Linked DNA regions of Canis lupus: region 2 is linked to region 1. The links are chromatin contacts, called in public Hi-C maps. All regions are on one chromosome and are shown on one strand. Each heading gives the region's core, a stretch centred on a gene start, on an enhancer-like site or on the middle of the called end of the contact. The rest is flanking DNA. Distances are from core to core; before and after follow the strand shown.

Region 1 (4,990 bases), core at 1,671-4,170:
GGGGTATGAGAAAGGGAAAGTGGAGAGAGGTGACCAGTCACGGACTAGCAGGAAAGAGGATATGGGTCCAAACTAACACAGGCTTTGGGGATGGAGAGCAGGGTACAAACCAGACAAGGTGACTCAGCGCATGCTGGATGAACTGAATGAAACAGTGCCATGATGACTATCATAAGAATTACCATTTAGGAAATGAAGATTACTATTGGTGGCAAAGAAATGCTCTTTAAAAAAAAAAAAAAAAGTAATGGGGTCGGGGAGCCTGGGTGGCTCAGTTGGTTAAGTATTTGCCTTTGGCTCAGGTCATGATCTCAGGGTCCTGGGATTGAGCCCTATATGAGGCTCTCTGCTCAGAAAGGAGTCTGTTTCTCCCTCTCACTCTCCCTTTGTGCTTTCTCTCTCTCAAATAAATAAAATCTTTAAAGAATAAAAAAATTCAAAAAATTTTAATAAAGTTATGAAATTAGAAATATTTCTCTGAAATAGGCCAAGTATTTATAACTGGCCTGAACGAAATCTGGAAAATCTAAACTGACTGCATGGTGAGCAAAGGATCAGAGAAAACATTAGTGGTATGCTTTCGATGTTTCGTGGCATCAAGTAATAGCCTGAGCACTTAAAAAAGATTAACTTTGCTCAGCAGGATAAGCCTTCTCAAAGGCTGAGGTAGATATATGCCAGAGTAAAGAACAAGACCAATCATGAACAGCCACTGCCACTGCCAACCTATTTGTAGAGAATTCAGATATTTTGGTGGAGAAAAAAAACTTAGAACTATAAAAGTGCATCTTTAAAAACATACACCTAACTTCAAATTTGAGATGTAGATTTCAGAAAATTAATACCTAAATATACATACTAAACAGGCATGTCTATATTTAAAACTCCAAATATCCTCACCATGATTACAGTATGTAACATTTAATCTGAGAATCTAACTAAAGGTCCAAAATTTAGGATATCTCCAAATTACTGAATATTCCATTTGGAGTATTTATTCTATTAAACATCATGTCTTACAAACCACTCCGATTCTGAAAAGCTGGATCAAGGAGTATTAGAACACATAGGATGATCAAGAAGGAAAGTGAAGTATGCCATGGAGCCACGAAATGAAGTGGATCCTCAAGGAGCACGTCTCGGTGGTAATCATTCACACCAGTAAACCACTACTTGCCAAACAAAGTACAGGCAACAATTTCTGACAACTGATTCCAATGGAAAGAAAAATGCAAATTATGGGAAACAAGAAAGGAAGAAAGACAAACTTCTACAAATTGCAGACAGAAAAAACCCTACAAATAATCTTTTAAAAAGACAAAATTCTGTCCAACAGTTCACACATTCACTTACACGGCAAGACTGCTAATGACGAAACATGAACATCTTACTTTTGCAGAGCCATTTCCTTCTGTTGATAGAGTTCGTTCAGAATCTCCACTTTTTGCCTCAGGGTTTTGCATTCGTCCTCCAGGCCGGCTTTGGCAGACTGCAGTGAATCACGGTCATCTTCTAATTTCTTTATTTGGTCTGTAAAGGATAAAACAGTTGAGCAGTGTGTGCTAGTCTGCAAAGGGTAAGAATCAGCACTTTCTTTTCAGGAAGCAGCCTACCTTCCAGGTTGCATTTAGTAGACATTGAGGCTCTAAGCTTAATCTGCAGAAGTTTTAGATCCTCTTCAACTACCGATATTGCAGTTTGTGTCTAAAAATTCCGAAAGAGAGAACTATCCTTACAAAGGAGGCACGATGAGCATTCACAGGCACTTAGGGTACTCCACAAAAAAGATCATACCCGAGAAATGTCCATCATCTGCTTAATCTGATTTTTCATTTTCTCACTCCGGTCACCTAAAATACAAAAGACTTTAATTGCATTTTCCTCTTTTGCTTTTTAACTCTATTTTCTTGATTTCCTCCAAACTAAACAACTGCCATGTTCAAACATTCAAAGGAAAAACAAATCAACCAGGAAAAGTAATTAAGCTCCGTGACTTTTCAGAGAATTGCAAACTTAGATTCAAAAAGTGAATTCCCAGTTTATATAAGAAAAATGCCATCTGTGCCATTCTCAAACAAGAAAGGATGTGTGAACTAAGGCTCTTTCTTCTCCCTCAGATCTACATACCCCTGGTCAGGTATCTCATATAGAAAGACTTAATCTTCTGCTCATCCCTTAAATCTGCTACCAGGTGTGGCTGAAAATGCCCATTGTGCAAGGAATGTCCAATTTGGAACAGTGTCCAGAAACAGGTCCCTTATCAGTAAACACTGCTACCCTTTAGCTCCACTCTCACGGCCCTAGTGTATGGCCCCCAGCACTTCAGTCCTCTTGAAATTGGTTGTAGGCTCTATAACTGCAGAGCTACAGAGATGATGACAACCAAATTCAACTGTCATCCCCACAGCACTGAGGGAGAAATAAATTTCTTCTACTGAACCGTGTTTACACTTAGAGGTATAAGTCACAACTATGCCGGTCCCAGCTCCAGTACATACACACACAAGCAGTCCTCGGTGGGATGGAAAAGCAGAGTCCACATTCATTGCACACCCACTGCTATGTCACAGCCCTGCAACCCACCTCTGTCCAGTGCATACAGATAAACACCTACAGCTCTAACACTTAAAAGGAAGTTAGTCAGGGGCACCTGGGTGGCTCAGTCATTTTAAGTGCCCAGCTCGTGACTTCAGTTCAGGTCATAATCTCGGGGCCTTGAGATCAAGCCCTGCCTCGGGCTCCTTGCTCAATGGGGAGTCTGCCCCTCCCCCTGCTCGTTCTCTCTCTCTCTCTCTCTAAAATAAATAGATTTTTTTAAAGAGGAAGTTAGTCCAAAGAGGAGCATCAGTGTACTTAAAGACAGGAACACAAAAAGAGGTCCAACCTCCCTGAAACTGAACTTACCTCCTACTTCTCCATTTGCTAACTCATCTAACTCACTTCCTCCTTTACTCTGATCCTCAGATTCAGATTCACAATCTAACCGATTCAACTGGGTAATGCAATTAGTCAAAGCCTAGAAAAGATGCAAAAGGGTATTAGAAAGAGCTTCTCAAGCAGATTTCAGGAGAATTAAGTATGTATTCAAGCGAATGAACTTACATTAATATTATCATCTTTGTGAGTAAGAGCTACTTCCAAATTTTTCTGAGATGTCTCAAATGATTTGATTTGCTCACTGAGCTCAGCGTGTGATTTGCTCCAATCTTTGATTTCTTGCTGCAACTAAAAAAACACATGAATTTCCAATAGGGCTTTTGCACTGAACATTTCAGGGCCAAGTGAATAAGACCGGGAAACAGGGAGTCATGCTACACTTTGACCTGTCATTATGGACTGAAGCCTTGGTGAAGGGACAGGGGAGAGTGGCCCCGATCCTAAGAACTGCAGTAAGAATACAACAACTCTCAAGGAAGTCCATCCAGTTTACTGTATCCTTCAGAAAATTGCAGCCAATTCAAATAATTCACTTCAATAGGGACAAAGGAGCACATCTCACTATCTCCCATGTCCACACTGCAGGTCATGTAACCTTACTTTGGTTGGTGAACAGTAATTACTCAAAGGAGGGTTATAAATACCAAATTCTTTGGTCAAAAGCAAATCATCTTACTGACACTATTCAAATGAATAACTGGTTGGTATTTGATAAGACAAAGACTACATTACATTCTGATAGCTATAAGAAATTATAGAAAAGATCTTAATTCAGAACAGATGGAGAATATATACATGCACTCAATTTTGGGAGTTTAAAACTTTGCACATCTAAGAATAGAATTCTGCATACATATTTCATTTCCTTAAAAACAGATCTGAGAAAAGATACTCAAGAAGTAATGATACTCAGGTCCCCTAATTCACACAATCTAGGACGTTAACTTTTCTTTACCTGTTCCTTCTTCTTCTTAAGCCTAGCATTTTCTTCTTGAACTCGATGGCATTCAGACTTCACCTTCTCTTCACTAAGTTTAGCTTCATTAAGGGCAATTTGAACCTAATGCAAAACACTCCTATTAGTGAATAAATTCTAAAGGAAGGGTATTACACCTTCCCAACTAGAAACATACAGTTTTCATTTATTGCATATTCTAGCACAGATCAAATGTTTGCTCTTCAACAAAACTATTAAACCTATGAACATCTTGCAGAAATTATAGGCAGCTTTACCTCTGAAAATTCTGAGGCATTCACTGAAATAACATCTTTCAGCTTCTCTATAGATTTCTTGTTTTCCAGTATCTGCCATTTGGAAGAACACAAAAAAATGTATGAGGATTTTAGTAGAAACAGTGGGATATGTTGTGCTAAAAAGATGAAACATTATCCCAGAGCCATCCTCTACATATCAGGTAAAAGCAGATGATTCAGTTTTAGCCAAGGAGAAAAGTCAAGAATATAATAAAGAGATAAGGAAAGAAGAAAATAATTGGAGCTCTGTTACATGCTATCCACAGCCTTTCCGGCTATGAGATAATGTGGTAGGTGACCAGACAAAAAGGTGAAAGAAAAAAAGAAAAAAAAGAAAGAAGAAAAAAAAAATCAAGTAATCTAGTTCAAATCATGGTTTCTCCTATTGGTATAGAAAAAAAAATCCCCAAAGTGACTTTAAAAATTCTCTTGCCTGAAACTAAGAATGGTGGGACTTGAGGCAGAATAGAAAAATCTGTCTTACAGAAGAATTCCAAATAATCTGTGAAGGTACTGCCTCCTCAAGGAGGTGGAGCATACTCTTCACTCTTAGAAGAGAGGGCTGGGCATAGTTACTTCCTTCCAAAGAGTACACCCAAGAGTGGGAACAGGTAAATTCAGAGTGGAGAAACCTGGCAAGTACATGGTCAGCCGAGTGCACAAGCTTAACTGCGTGTGTGATATATGGAAACCCAACATTAATATCACTGCCACTTTCCTACAGTTCTAAAACTATTTTTAAAAGGAATCATGTAGGGGATGCCTGGGTGGCTCAGTCAGTTAAGCATCCGCCTTCGGC
Region 2 (4,990 bases), core at 810-3,309, 47 kb before region 1:
CTCCTTTGGGCAGCCGGGGGTGGGGGGGCTCAGCAGCTTAGCACCTGCCTTGGGCCCTGGGTCCTGGGTGTGGTCCTGGAGACCTGGGATCAGTCCCACGTCAGGCTCCCAGCATGGAGCCTGCTTCTCCCTCTGCCTGTGCCTCTGCCTCTCTCTGTGTGCCTCTCATGAATAAATAAATAAAATCTTTAAAAAAAAAAAAAGTTCCACTCCTTTTATGGAGGAAAAAAAAAAAAAAAAGCGTGTCACTTGCCTCCAAGTCCTTGGGTAGATAATGCAAACACAGGAAGGTCTAGCAGAACATGTAAATGTGGCCAGTAGATTCCGGGAAGTCAGAGACAAGAAATCCTGATAAGGTTTAATTTACTTAAAGGCATCATACAATGTTGTTGATGCACTTTTCTTGGGGGGGGGGGGGGGGGGCACACAACCGTAGGCTGCACGGTGTACGAAATACCTCCTCGAGCACCTCCCTGAGAATATTTATGTGGGAGAGCACCAGAGGGCCGATGCATTGTATACTCAACGAAAAACTGAGCGAGTTCACTTATGGCTCAAGACATTTAACAAGTTCTTTTAAGAATATTTACGATCTTCAGGGCAGCCCGGGCGGCTCCGCGGGTCAGCGCCGCCTTCGGCCCAGGGCGTGACCCTGGAGACCCGGGATCGAGTCCCACGTCGGGCTCCCTGCGTGGAGCCTGCTGCTCCCTCTGCCTGTGTCTCTCATGAATAAATAAATAAAATCTCAAAAAAAAAAAAAGAAGGAATATTTATAATCTTCTAAACATCCGTGTAAACCAGCTTTAGAAGTTAAATCAATACAGCTCTTTGTACGTGCACATCAACCAAGCCTTCCGGGGAGAATGGCACACCAGACTTGATTTCGTGACCGCAAACTCCCTACAAACACCCTTTCCAGGCGGATTTCCACTTCCTGGACGCGGCCGTGGGGATGTTTACTCCAGGAACCAAGAGGGCTTAAGAGCCGTACTCTCCGCCCGGACCCCACCTTGCCCCTTCCGAGACCTGCCATTCCCGTTTCCAGGAATTTCGCAGGGTGGGGACGACAGCGACACAGCCTCCCGCAGGGGCAAGGGTGCCCGCGGGGCCACCTCCCCGGCCTCCGATGACCGACGGGCTGAACGGGACCCCCGCTGGCGAGGCCCTGGCCCCCCAGGAACCTACCTGAGCGCCACCCCCGAGCTCCGAGCGCCCACTTCCGGTTTATCCCCCGCCTCTTCCGGCCGAGCCCCGACCCCCGGGGGCGGCGCGCGGCGATACTGCGCAGGCGCCAAGCCTCGGCGCCTCTGCTCCCACCAGGCATTTTCGTGGAAAGCCGATAGGTTCCGCCCGGGAGAGGCGGGCAGCCGACGGCGGACCCAGCCCCCCCCCCCACTTAGCTTTAGTATCCCCGCTGCCAGCGGAGACGCGGGCACGGGGATTCGGCGAACCTCACTGTTCATACGGTCGATTCGCGGCGCCGACATGCATTTTCTTTCAAGGCATTAAAAGCAGACTTTTTTTTTTGGACCACTCTCCGGGAGTCTATGGAGACTGCACAGGGGGGGCGGGCCCTGCCGCTCGGGGCTCCGGGGATAACGCCGGGGGGCGGGGGTGTTCCTGGGAAACGCCCATTCTCATGACAGACTTACCGGGTTTCTCGGGAGTCGGTGCGGCCGTCTTCCGGAGGGAAGAAAGGCAGGATCCGAGTCGGCGGACGAGAAGGGGAGGGAGGCCGAGCCCGAGCGGCCTGCGCCGAGCCGCGGTCACGTGGCCCGGGCCGCCATGACAGCTACCGAGGCGGCAGTGCGCGCCGCGGAGGGGCGGGGGCGCCCCGGGGTCGCGCCGTCCCTGCGCCCCGGCCCGGCTCCTCTTCCGCACTCTTCTCTGCGAGCTGCTGCAGCGTCTCCTCCGGGGAGGAGGAGCGGCACGCGGCGCGGCCCCGCGAGCCGGAGAGGGACGCCTCGGTAGCGATGGCGGCCCTCGCGGGAGCGGGGCGGGGCGGGGCGTCGGGGGCGGGGCCGCGGCGGGGCGGGCGCTTCGGAGCCGCAAAGTTTGGCTGCGGCTGCGAATGGGCTTGGGCGGCTCCTCGGCGGGTGGCGGCGGTGGCCGGAGCGGTGCGTCCTGGCCCTGCTGATGTCGGGGCCGGGCCCGGGGAGGATGGCGCCCTAGAGCCCGGGCTCGCGGGGACGGGCGGGCGCCGGCCATGTCGGAGGTGACCCGCAGTCTGCTGCAGCGCTGGGGCGCCAGCTTCAGGAGGGGCGCCGACTTCGACTCCTGGGGCCAGCTGGTGGAGGCGATAGACGAGTATCAGATGTGAGTGAGCGGGCGGGAGCGGGCCGGCGGGGTCGCTGCCCGGGGCGGGGCCCCCGCGGGCGCGGCCGAGCTGCCCTGCGGACGGCGGGCGCTGCCCGGGCTTCGCCCTCCCCCGCCGCCTCCCCCGCCGCGGGCCGGGTCCATTCAACAGGTGGCCCCTCCCTCCCGCCCTCGCAGGCCGCCCCTCGGGGGCCTGTGCCCCGGGTCCGCCCGGAGGGATGCTGGCGCGCTCCCCGCCCACGCTCCGCGGATGCGTGGCCCCCGCGCGGGCCGGTGCTCGCTGCTCCCGGGCGCGGGGGGTGTGGGGGGGCGCCCCGCCGGCCGGCGCTGGGGTTCCCGCCTCCCCCCCCCCCCCCCCCCCGCCCCGGCGCCCCTTCCCCGCCCCCCTCGTCCGGCCGAGCCGCGTCGTCGCAGCCCACCTCGACTCCCTTTCGGTTTCTGGGACTGTTATTTGCTCGGCCGAGTGTGTGGCTCCCACCCACCCCCTCGCTCTCGCTCTCGCTCTCGCTCTCGCTCGGTTGCTTTGGGTGGAGCCGGCGCAGGATGTGAACGGCGGAGAGCGGACGGGATCCGCAGACCGCGCGCGGGCCCCTGCTCCCGCGTCGCATGTCCGGCCGCGGGGGACCCTCTGGGTACCAGTTTCTTTGATCTTTGACCCGAGGTCCGATTGCTTGCAGCCTCGCTGGCTACGCCCCGCCACCCCGCCCCTCCCGAAAAAAAAAAGAAGAAAAATCTCCATGCTTACTTTCTCGCACCTTTTGCTGCAAATAAGAACTGCCTGCTGAAATGCAATCGGGGGCAAGCTGCTGCTGCTGCCGTTAAATTGCTTCTTGGTTGAGGTGTGACGGAGGTCAGCATCCTCTTGAGTGATACCTCCCCCCCACCTCCCCCTGCTCCAGTGTCTTCTGGAAATAATATGCGATGGAGACCTGGAACCTTTAAATTGGTTTTCCTTTCTCTACCGTAGCTACTTGTTTCCATTTGACCATTAAGATCACTTAAGCGTGCAGGAGTTTTGTACTCCACGGTGCTACTGACTTGTCGTTTCAGAGATGACTTTCTGAAGTCATCCCGGGCCCCCCCCCCCCCCCCCAAAAGCCGAGCTCTGGGCCCCATGCTGCCAGGTGTAGTAACAAGTACTAGCGTTGGTCTTGCATCTTCATGTGATCTCACTCGCTTCTGCAACTACTTAGAAAATGAGTCTCATTTTGCAAAATGAGGAAACTGAAGCTCAGGTTAAACGGATTAACGGGGGCAGGAGGGGGGGTCCTAAAACTACAGGACCTGAAATCGGGATTTTTTTTTTTTTTTTACTCCAAATCCTGACTGCTCCCTTAATGCTTAAGACACTTTTTATTTTTTTAAGATTTTATTTATTTATTAGAGAGAGAGGCAGAGGGAGAAGCAGGCTTCATGCAGGGAGCCCCACAGGGGACTCGATCCGGGGTCTCCAGGATCATGCCCTGGGCTGAAGGGGCTAAACCGCTGAGCCACCGGGGCCGCCCTTAAGACACTTGATTTAAGGTGCTTGGGTAAGTGAATTGGACAAATGAGGTTTCCTTCGTTACCAGGGAACTGCCTTAACCATCCCTTAGCCAGCTGGTGAGCACCTGTGTATGCTCATTCCGCATGTGAACTAGAATCGCATACCCCGAAATGTAAAGCTGCCTTCACTTGCGATGCGGTGGGACCTAGCAGCTGTTGGCAGTCCGCAGCAGACTTCACAATGGAAAGTGAAGAATACCGTGTCCAATTGAAATTACAAAGGAAAATTGAGTGTGCAAGATGTTTAGCTGGAATTTCTAGAAACATCTCAATGAGAGTAATAGTCACATGCAAATCTATTGTTGGACCACAGTACTGACCTTTGAACTTCACCATTCAGAGTGGTTCTCAGATTTTAAAAAACGCCAGTGTCAAATCTGAGGAGTAAGAATTGGCTTTAAATTTTGTAAACACGTAGGCTACATATAAAGCGAGGTTGGATTTAAAATTAACATATTCAAAAGTGAAGGCAAATCGTCTTTTTAATTTCAGTTATCTGTTTGGGAAGAAAGGCTGCAGAAAAGAAGGCCATTTGGGGGCAACTAAGGCATGTAGAAAAGAATGGACAGTAGTGACCGAACGTTGAGAGTGAAGGAGGAAGAAGTCTAAGATAATTGGCGTTTCTAATGGGGTAGGCCGCAGGACTTTATAGTCCTGCAACAGCAAATTTATAGGAGAAGGGATGTCGGGGAGGAAATAAGCATGTTTATACCATCACAGTGTAAGAATACTATAGCTTAAACAATGTCACCATTCAACAAGTGAGAGCAGGGAATATAAAGATGATGAATATTTGATTCCCACCCTCAAAGCCCTGAGAGTCTAATGGAGGATTTTAAAGTTTTGCTTTAAAGGTTTTGCTGTTATGGAAGTATGAAGAGAGTATGTGCTACCACACACTACATACTGTTTCCAGGAGCGTGCTTCTCCCTTAGGGCTTTTGTACTTTTTCTGGAAGATTCTTCTCTATCTGCTTGGCTCACTTGGTCACCTCCTTCAGTCTTTGTACATACAATATCTTCTCAGTCCTCTGGCTACCCTACTTAAAAATGCGAAACCTGTTATCCACTCCCACTCCCTCAGTCTTGCACATTCTAGTCACCCCTCCCCAATCCTGCTTAATTTTCTT

The links. A called contact is a pair of places that touch in the nucleus more often than the background predicts.
Region 2: a contact with region 1 is called in a Hi-C map of blood, with 2.8 times the contacts expected there. The contact joins the promoter of AIDA here to the enhancer-like site in region 1. A contact is called at or near these places in 4 of 9 Hi-C or Micro-C datasets (amygdala, blood and skin fibroblasts).

The regions. Positions count from the first base shown.
Region 1 is chr38:17,617,876-17,622,865 of UU_Cfam_GSD_1.0, reverse strand. It overlaps MIA3 (transport and Golgi organization protein 1 homolog), which reads right to left. Exons shown (of 28, transcript XM_038586204.1): 12 at 4,171-4,242; 13 at 3,893-3,997; 14 at 3,103-3,225; 15 at 2,905-3,016; 16 at 1,795-1,850; 17 at 1,614-1,704; 18 at 1,392-1,530. The region is part of intron 1 of LOC119868053 (a long non-coding RNA gene); the gene reads left to right. Among named protein-coding and RNA genes, the nearest start is that of MIA3, 46 kb to the right of the region's middle. Within about 2 kb of position 2,920, at least 2 of the 20 cell types and tissues checked have an H3K27ac peak or open chromatin away from gene starts, as enhancers often do. A contact at or near this core is called in blood, where this site is marked.
Region 2 is chr38:17,664,267-17,669,256 of UU_Cfam_GSD_1.0, reverse strand. AIDA (axin interactor, dorsalization-associated protein) reads left to right here and starts at 2,059. Exons shown (of 10, transcript XM_038586208.1): 1 at 2,059-2,316. The coding sequence starts at 2,207. It overlaps BROX (BRO1 domain-containing protein BROX), which reads right to left and starts at 1,807. Exons shown (of 13, transcript XM_038586206.1): 1 at 1,653-1,807.